Regions from separate parts of the Sus scrofa genome. Here regions 1 and 2 are each linked to region 3. Evidence: chromatin contacts called from public HiChIP or PLAC-seq data. All regions are on one chromosome and are shown on one strand. Each heading gives the region's core, a stretch centred on a gene start, on an enhancer-like site or on the middle of the called end of the contact. The rest is flanking DNA. Distances are from core to core; before and after follow the strand shown. Region 1 holds the start of LOC100739508 (glutathione S-transferase P-like). Region 2 holds the start of CDK2AP2 (cyclin-dependent kinase 2-associated protein 2). Region 3 holds the start of NDUFV1 (NADH dehydrogenase [ubiquinone] flavoprotein 1, mitochondrial).

Region 1 (2,972 bases), core at 142-2,641, 45 kb after region 3:
GGATGGCCCCTGCCTCGGGGGACTGGCAGCCCCAGCCCTATGACCCAGAGGCCTCCTAACCCAGGCCTGGCCCTTTCTTCAAGGGCCATCTGGCCTGCCTTCCGGCCGCGGGGCTGGTGGCAGCAGCTCAAAGCCCCAGGACATCTCAGCGTGACCTGTCAGGCACTTTTCTGGACTGGGCTGCCTTCGACCTCAGGACTCACCCAAGGAGCGGCCCAGGTGGCGCAGGATGGCATTGGACTGGTACAGGGTGAGGTCTCCGTCCTGGAACTTGGGGAGCTGCCCATACAGCTGGGAGAAGCACAGATCGGTGGGGGGGATGCCGAGTTTGCCACCTCCCACCCTAGGGTCTCCCTCCAAAGGCCCAGCACCTGCCCCTGCCTGGGTGAGGTCACTCACGCAGGTGGCCTTGAGTGGGCCCTGGAGCCAGGTCTCCTTGGTCACCACCTCCTCCTTCCAGCTCTGGCCCTGGTCAGCCAGCAGCATGCGCATGGCCTCACAGCGTCCTGGGGGAGGGGACGATGGGGTAGCGCGGCCGGGCAGAGACCCCAGCCTTGCAGGGCTCTGGGGGAGTCAGCAGTGTGGGAACTGGGCGTGGGGACAAGACAGAAACTCTAGCTTCTGAGCCTGCTGCGGAGATGAACTGGCCAGAAAGAGTGGAGCCCAAGGCCCCAACAGTGTCTTGGCGAGAGGGGACAAAGGCGAGACCCGGCCCACAGTGCGCCAGGAAGGGACCAGAGACGGATGAAGTAAAGCGCACAGACGATGCAGCCGAGAGGATGCAGCCGCGGGGAAAGCGGGTCTGGGAGGTTCCGCGATCTTGGCCCCGCCCGCGGCGACCGGCTTCATTGGCCTGTGGTCCAGGGCCGAGCCCCGAGCACCGGCTGCAGCCCGGAGGTCCGGCCTGTGCCCTTCGCCCTCCTGAAGGAGCAGGGACCTCACCTCGGGCCGGGAAGTAGACGATGGTGTAAGACGGCACTAGGAGAGACGGACAGACAGACAGACCGGACGGACGATGAAGGAGGACCCCCCACACCCCCTCCCCGGACCCGGGGGGTCAGACCCCCAGCAGAAGGGGTGGCTCAGCCAGGCCCCGCCCCCGACCCGGCCCCAAAGCTACTCACTGGCGGCGGCGGCGGGCAAGTGTGGCAGGAAGTGGGGAGGACCCGGAGGCCTTATATTTACCGTCCTGCTCCACCCCCGGCGCTCCACCCTGGGAATGTGCCAAGTCACGCAGCCTTTCTGGTGCGGCTGATTGGGAGGCAGAGCCGGAGGGGCGCACCTGCTCGCTGCGGGGATGCACCCCGCCTGCAGGCCGGCGGCTTTACCGGAGGCATCCAGACTTAGCAACACCCAGTCCCTAGTCCCTAGCCGCATCCGAACACGCCGCATCCGAACACGCCGCATCCGAACACGCCGCATCCTCACAGAGCGTCCACAGAGGGTCAGGACTGAGCGCCTCAGCACCAGCACACAGCAGGTGCTTCATAAATGCTTTTTGGCTCGAATGCATGCAATTTTAATAAATATCCATTTCCACATGGCTTCTCCTTGATAATAACAGCCGAGCCTTGGGGACTGAGGGCTGCCTTGAGAATTTTACAGATATTGCAACCCTAAGACTTGATCCTGTTCTGATTCCATGTTACAGCGGAGGAACCCCATGCACTGAGTGACTTTCCGGAGGTCACAACGTCTGGTTGGCATCAGGGGCCTCAGTTTTAACCCTTGTTTTCTTCCCTTCTGCAAGGCCTTGAAGGAACCCTTGGCCTTCTCCAAAACTTTTTTATTTTTTTATTTTATTTTTTTGTCTTTCTGCCTTTCCTAGGGCCACTCCCATGGCATATGGAGATTCCCAGGCTAGGGGTCAAATCGGAGCTGTAGCCGCCGGCCTGCGCCAGAGCCACAGCAACATGGGATCCAAGCCGTGTCTGCGACCTACACCACAGCTCGAGGCAACGCTGGATCCTTAACGCACTGAGCAAGGCTAGGAATCGAACCTGCAACCTCATGGTTCCTAGTCAGATTTGTTTCCACTGCGCCATGACGGGAACTCCGCTCCAAACCATTTTTGATTGAGTCTGAGCTCTGTACCCTTAAAATACTGGCTGAGCCTGGGGCTTCCCGTGGCTGGAAAGAAAAGGGACTGGAATAAGCAGGCCCTCCTGGACCTGGGAGGGTTTCCCTGCCTCCCTGCAGGCCCACCTGTAGCCCCAGCCCCGTGCTCCTGATTGTCCTTCAGGGTGCCGGGGGTGAGGGTAGGGGGTCCTCCGTGGGTGTGAGTGTCTTCCTTAGGAACTGGGGCCTGGCTGAGCCTGGCCCCTCTCAGCCTGGTCTCCCCATCAGAGGCACAAGCAAAGAGGACAGGTGTCCTTCCCAGGTGCGGAAGTAGCCAGCAAAGCATGCCAGACACCCAGCACGCCGAATCGGGGGCCTCCCTGAGCCTCAGCGGAGCCCACAGCTGCTGGGGGCTGGGAGGGGGTGGGGGAGGTGGCACCGGAGCTAGGTTCTCTCCCTGACCCACCGCTGGTGGAACATCTGCCCAGCAGCTTACAAAGAGCTTTCCTATAAATGGTCTCATCTCCACCACGCCCTGGGAGGGAGGGAGTCTTGTTCCCATTATGCAGAAGAGGACAGCAAGGCTCAGAGAGGTTCATGCACTTCTTTTGTGAACGAGCATCCCAGACCCAGGAGAGGGACAGACACCCAGTGTGGCCAGCCTCCTGCCAGCTCACACCCTCCAGCCACCGAGCTCAGGGTCCCTGGCAGGCTGCCCCAGGCCGGCCTGGCACTATGCTATGGTGTTCCAGTGGCCGCTTTTACCCACAGTCCTCTGGCTCCCCAGGCCTAGCCTATGGTCTTGTTCTGTGGCCATCCTGGGGCCCAGAAGCACGGCTTTCCCAGCTGCGTGGAGCAGGCACCTCCCTCTGTCCGTCTCCCACCTCCAGTCCATGTACACATCAGCACCTGTC
Region 2 (2,976 bases), core at 315-2,814, 61 kb after region 3:
AATCCCTAGCCTTGCTCAATGGCTTAAGGATCCGGCATTGCCGCAAGCTGTGGTGTAGGTTGCAGGTGTGGCTCAGATCCGGTGTTGCTGTGGCTGTGATGTAAGCCAGCAGCTGCAGCTCTGATTCCACCCCTAGTCCGGGAACTTCTATATGCCGTGAGTGTGGCCGTAAAAAGAAAGAAAAAAATATTTCTGTATGTAACCAACTGTATTTATGTCAAGCTAAACATGAGCTCCTATTGAGAGCTCCAACTCCAATCCATTAGCCCATGGACTATTCTAACCTCCTTCCCTTGCTACCTGTAACTCCTCATTCCAACAGTGAGAAGCCATTCGTTCTACACTTATTTAATTTTGAATTCCAGTGTACGTGTGCAGTGGTTTCAGAATTGTCAACCCATCCCCCATGGGAAACCGCGTCATCAACCAGGGTCCAGTGCTTACGTGCAGATCTTTTTGTCTTTGTTCCTCCAGACTCCACTGATTTCCAGATTAGCACCTGATTCCCCCACCCCCTTCAGTGAGGCTGTTCCTACATTTGCAATACAGCTAGATTCTTTTGTCATATTCTGCTTTCCACCCTCGGATCGCCTGACCTTCTAAATGAAAAAGTTTACTCTTTGGTAACTGTCAAGGTCTTGCATGTACCATTACAGCATCATACATAATCACTTCATGCCCCCCCATCCCCTCTGCTCCCCCTGTTCAATTTTACCCCTCCCCCCTCTACCCAGCACCCCCTCACCCCAGCACCCTTGGCAACCAGTCATTTTTTTTACCTTCTGTATCAATTTGCCTTTTGCGGAATGCCGTACATTTGGGATCATACAGTATGTGGCTTTTTCAGACTGGCTTCTCAGCACTGTGTCTATATCTTTTCAAGGCTATAGATAGATGATTTCCTTTTATTGCTGAATAATAGTTGATTGTATGGCGACTGCTCAGTTTATCTGTCCATTCACCTGTTGAGTGGTGCCTCTCTGGGAAAACTTCTGTGATGTCACACTTCCCCTAAGTTCCAATGCTCCCTGTCCCAGTCTCCACATTGCCTTAGTCCATTGTGTGCTTTTGCTTCCCTGTCTGTCTCTCCTTGAGACTAGGAGCTCCTGGAGGACAGAAGCCATGGCCAGTTCACTTCCATATCAGTGTCCAGCATAAAGCCGAAGATGGGGGATGGAATCAAAATGTTTGCTGAATGAACGAATGAATGAATGTCCTGGACATGACCGGTACACAAAGCCAGAGAGGTTTTGAGAAGTAGCCTGGGAAAAAAGGGTTACGGTTTGGAGGAGAGTCTAAGATCTCAGGTTGTGAGGAATGAGATTTGAGGAGAGGGGTCTGGATAGAGAAATGGATAGGGAAGAGGAGAATGAAACATAAGCATTTTATGACTATTCGTTTAATCCACACAACAATCCTAGGAGATGGTTGTTCCTAGCGTCCCCATTTCACAGATGAGGAAGTTGAGGCCTAGGGAGGTAACTTGCCCAAGGGCAAGTGGGGGTGGGGGCTGAGGGTGCGATTAGACCCATCAGTCTGACCCCAGATGCTGCTGTAGTCCCTGATCCAGGACCGTCCGTGGTACAGAACCCGGGATGCCGTAAGTATTTAAGATTAGCTGTTCCCGCTATTATCATTATGGGGCACCGGCGTGGGGCCTTGGGGGAGGAGGGCAGGTTGAGGTCCAGGTAGTTGGAAGAGGGGCAGGACCCGAGGTCCAGGCAATTGCGAGGAAGAGGCGTGTCAGCAGCATTGGTGAGGGGTCCGTTGCCATGGGAACAAACGAGGCCCTAAGAGGGCGCATGCGCGGGTCGGGGACAGGTTGTTGAACCGGTGAAAGGTGACGTAAAAGCGCACGGGGTGGGGCGCAGGGCTGGGAACGTCAAAGCCCTGCGTCCTCCCGCACTCGGAGCGGCGGAAAGGCGCGCGCGCGCGCGCGGCAGCGGCGGCGACGGCGGCGACGACAGCAGCCCCAGCTGAACCGGGACGGCAGCGGAAAGGTGACGTACAAAGCAACGTGAGTGAGGCGTGAGGACGACAACCGCGCCCGGGAAGCCCCGCCGGGCTCGAACCGCGGCGGACCGGACCCAGGTCCGGCTTCCGAGGCTCCGCCTCTCGCGTTTTGGGACTAATCGGATTGAGAGCGCGCCGGCCCGGGCCGCGAACTCGCCAATTGCGGAGGGCATCGACCACTACCCAATCCGGAGCAGACAGGTGCGAGGTCCGGAAGGCGGAGACCAATCAGAAGCGGTTGCGGCCTGTTGGGGCCGGCCTCGGCCAATGACAAGGCCCGAGTGACGTCTTCGCGCACCAATCAGGAGTGAAGGAGCCTTCGTGCCCGCCCGCCCTTCCGGCCTGAGCTCTATTTACCAGGGGCGTGCTGCCGGCTTGCCAATCAGAGCGCAGCTAAGCGGCCAGGCAGCCAACCCGGGAGGAGCGGCCGGCCGGCGTCTGCCGCACCCAGGAGTTGGGGATGTCCTACAAACCCATCGCCCCCGCCCCCAGCAGCACCCCGGGCTCCAGCACCCCTGGGCCCGGCACCCCGGTCCCTACAGGTGAGGATCCAGCTCCACCCCTGCTCGCCTGTCCGGGCGGTGGAGGTCTCGAAGAGAGGACGGCCTGAGTTCTGCAGTAGTGGGCCTGCCGGCTACCCTCGCTGAGCCTCAGTTTACTGGCCTGTGATGTGGGCGTGGTCACGTAGGGCTTGTTGGTGAAGCACAGGGGGAGGGGTTTGTCCTGAAGTTTAGCAGCGTGAAGCCAAGCATCCCTTTGGAGGTAATCGGGCGAATCTGGTCCGGGGCTTGGAGCGCCGGGACGAGGCGTCCCTACCCCGCGCTGACCTCTCACTCGCGCCTGTTGCAGCTGGAAGTGTCCCATCGCCGTCGGGCTCGGTGCCGGGAGCTGCTGCTCCTTTCAGACCTCTGTTTAACGACTTTGGACCGCCCTCCATGGGCTATGTGCAGGTGAGTGGAGCCT
Region 3 (2,700 bases), core at 51-2,550:
AGCCAAATGAGGTTTTCTTGGGCGCTGTCTGGGGACACAGAGGGTCAGCAGGCTCAGCAGAGCTCTGAGGTCACAGGCGCCAGGTCAGAAGGTACAGATTCTTGGGTGTCCCTGATTATAGGGCTGGGCTGGGAGGAGGGTGGGGACCTAAGCCTTAGAACCCTTCGCAGCATTGTAGCTACCACCACCACTTCCCGTGAGCAGGCACAAGGCTAAGCAACTTATATCCAAAGCCCATTGTATCTTCATAACTCTGAGATGGGAATGATTCCCATTTTATAGAAGAGGAAACTGAGGCTCAGAGCAAAATGGAATTATGGAAGGGCCCACACCCCAAAGCAGCAGAGGAATCTAAGCTCAGGTCTGGACATGGCCAAAGCCCACCCCTAAACCACAGCACCGCACTACCTCCCTGGTCCCAATGTGATGTCATGTCCATTTACTGGTCTGGCCGTGCCACTGGACCAAAACTTGGTTAGGCCAAAGTCTTACATCACTCAACTTTGCTGGAAACAAAATGTGTTTTCTGAAGGAAAAGAAATGCCTCACTGGGGCTGGGACACAAAATGACAGAGGGAGGTCTGCTCGGGATAAAACTGTGGAGAGATGAGGTCTGGAATTCCATATGACCCAGCTGAAGGCTAAGGGGACCAGGCTTCCCAACACCCATCGCCTTAAAAAACAATATAAGGAGCAGAGCGCTGAAGAAGGAATGAAGAGGCGCAAGTCCCTCTCCAAAGATGCCGATCTTTTCTGCATCTGTAAAATGGGGCAATGGCACCTTCACGCCCTACAAGGTTGTGGCGAGGAAGGAATGGCCCAAGGACGCGATGCCGCCTGCAAAATGTTCTGCTAGGTCGCGCCCCTATTATATAAGGGAAGCCAAGGGCTGGGGGCGGGGGTGTATCAGCCTCCCGTTTGTCCCTGTTCCCCTTCTACACCCAGGCAGGATCGGCATCCTTCCACCCGGCTGGGAAGATGAGGGTTTGTCCAGAAAGCACTAACAGCCCCCAGGAAAGGCGCGCGCACAGGTGCGGCCGCGAGACCCGGCCCGCGAGCACTCCTGGCCCAAGCCAAGCTGGGCCTCACCGTGTCGCCGCTGAAACGCACAGATACTCGCGCGGGGAGCGACCCGCCGAGCAATCGCCGTGCCGCCAGCATCGCGGGAGCCAACCTGGTCACCTCCCGCTGTCACCTTCACAGCTCTGAGGCTGAGGAACCGGCGCGACCGAGACGCTAGGCGGCGCACAGGAAGAACGTCACGCGCCAGGGCGCCGGCGGCGCGCCCAAGCTTCCCTGCGCCGCTCGCACCCCCGCCCTTGGCCCCGCCTCCTCGTAGGAGGGCGGAGAGGCCGGAAGTGGCCTGTCTGGCGCTGAGGCTGCTGGGAGATGCAGTTCTGTGTACTTTTCTACGTCGGCGAGGCTGTCCTTTCTACCTCCGCGGGGCTGGCGATTAATCTCTTCCTCTCCTGCTCTGCTTTTTCACATTCGCCCGGGACCCTCAGATCTTTCGGCCTCCCTGTGAACAAACCACGCATGTCACCTTCTGCTGGATTCTGGTGTTTTCTACTTTCTACAGGTTCCGCATTTTGTGTGCTCCGTGGTATGCACAGGTGTATGAGGGGAGGAGGAGAAATCTGATCGGTTACAGCCCGACCCTCATGAATGCGCGTCTGTGATTTTTGCCCCTCACCCACGACGAGCACCCCTGGGCTCAGGGAAGGATTGCTCTTTAGCCACAAGGAACGGGGCCGCTCCAGGGCAGGCAGGGGCTGCTGGCGGAGGTCTCTCCAGAGGAGGTGTGTCTAGCTGGAGTCCTAAGTAGGTTGGGGTTGCGGCCCAGAGGGTGGAGATGGTCAGTGGGTGGCACGTCCTCTTTCTCATGCTGCTAAATTCTGCCAGCCGTTCCTTCAGTCCACATCAGGAGAGTTTGGCACTTGGCGCTTCTGGTCAAAATCCCGGCGTGCCCCCCACTGCCTTCTCAGCCAGGCCATAACCTGGCATTTAAGGACTTTGCCCATCCCCTGCAGGGTCAGGCCCAGGCCACATCATGCCCCATCCTACCAAGGCTTCTTCCTTTGGGGGCTTTAGGGCGTCTCTGTCCCCTGCACCACCACCATCCTCCATGCTCCTGTGACCTGAGAAGGTCCACAGTTCTTTGCCTTCTCTTGAATCCTTGAAGCCTGACTTACTCTTTGTCAGTCCTCTGAAACCCTTTGGCTCTGAGGCCTATGGTTAGCATGTCCTTTCCGGTCTCCCCCCCACATCCTCAAGTCTCTTGTCCTGTAATTATCCGTAGGTCTCCAGAAATGTGCTGCTTACAAAGGAATGTGACTTTGTTTTCTCATATATTCCCCACAGTAGTCTTGGTGGATAGTATCAACTCCATTTTCTATTTTCTTTTCTTTCTTTCTCTGTTTGTTTGTTTTGTTTTTTGTTTTTTGCTTTTTAGGGCCACACCTGCAACATGTGGAAATTCCCAGGCTAGGGGTCGAATCACAGCTACAGCTGCTGGCCTATGCCACAGCCACAGCAACTCGGGATCCGAGCCGCGTCTGCAACCTACACCACAGCTCACAGCAATACCAGATCCTTAACCCTCTGAGCAAGGTGAGGGATTGAACTGGCATTCTCATGGATCCTAGTCAGGTTCGTTAACCACTGAGCCACAAAGGGAACTCAAACTCCATTTTCTACATG

The links. HiChIP or PLAC-seq counts read pairs in DNA pulled down with a chosen protein or histone mark.
Region 1: an H3K27ac HiChIP or PLAC-seq map of alveolar macrophages shows a contact between it and region 3. The contact joins the promoter of LOC100739508 here to the promoter of NDUFV1 in region 3. A contact is called at or near these places in 1 of 5 promoter capture datasets (fetal liver), 3 of 47 Hi-C or Micro-C datasets (blood, fetal liver and retroperitoneal adipose tissue) and 1 of 2 datasets of contacts at active chromatin or transcription factors (alveolar macrophages).
Region 2: a contact with region 3 is called in an H3K27ac HiChIP or PLAC-seq map of alveolar macrophages. The contact joins the promoter of CDK2AP2 here to the promoter of NDUFV1 in region 3. A contact is called at or near these places in 1 of 5 promoter capture datasets (fetal liver), 5 of 47 Hi-C or Micro-C datasets (alveolar macrophages, fetal liver, heart right ventricle and 2 more) and 1 of 2 datasets of contacts at active chromatin or transcription factors (alveolar macrophages).

What each region holds. Positions count from the first base shown.
Region 1 is chr2:5,007,856-5,010,827 of Sscrofa11.1, forward strand. It overlaps LOC100739508 (glutathione S-transferase P-like), which reads right to left and starts at 1,392. Exons shown (of 7, transcript XM_005660621.3): 1 at 1,125-1,392; 2 at 943-978; 3 at 400-506; 4 at 204-291. The coding sequence starts at 1,392.
Region 2 is chr2:5,023,692-5,026,667 of Sscrofa11.1, forward strand. It overlaps CDK2AP2 (cyclin-dependent kinase 2-associated protein 2), which reads left to right and starts at 1,565. Exons shown (of 4, transcript XM_005660628.2): 1 at 1,565-2,775; 2 at 2,863-2,963. The coding sequence starts at 2,949.
Region 3 is chr2:4,962,911-4,965,610 of Sscrofa11.1, forward strand. NDUFV1 (NADH dehydrogenase [ubiquinone] flavoprotein 1, mitochondrial) reads right to left here and starts at 1,301. Exons shown (of 10, transcript XM_003122438.5): 1 at 1,090-1,301; 2 at 1-28. The coding sequence starts at 1,161. It overlaps LOC110259233 (a long non-coding RNA gene), which reads left to right and starts at 1,354. Exons shown (of 2, transcript XR_002341426.1): 1 at 1,354-1,579.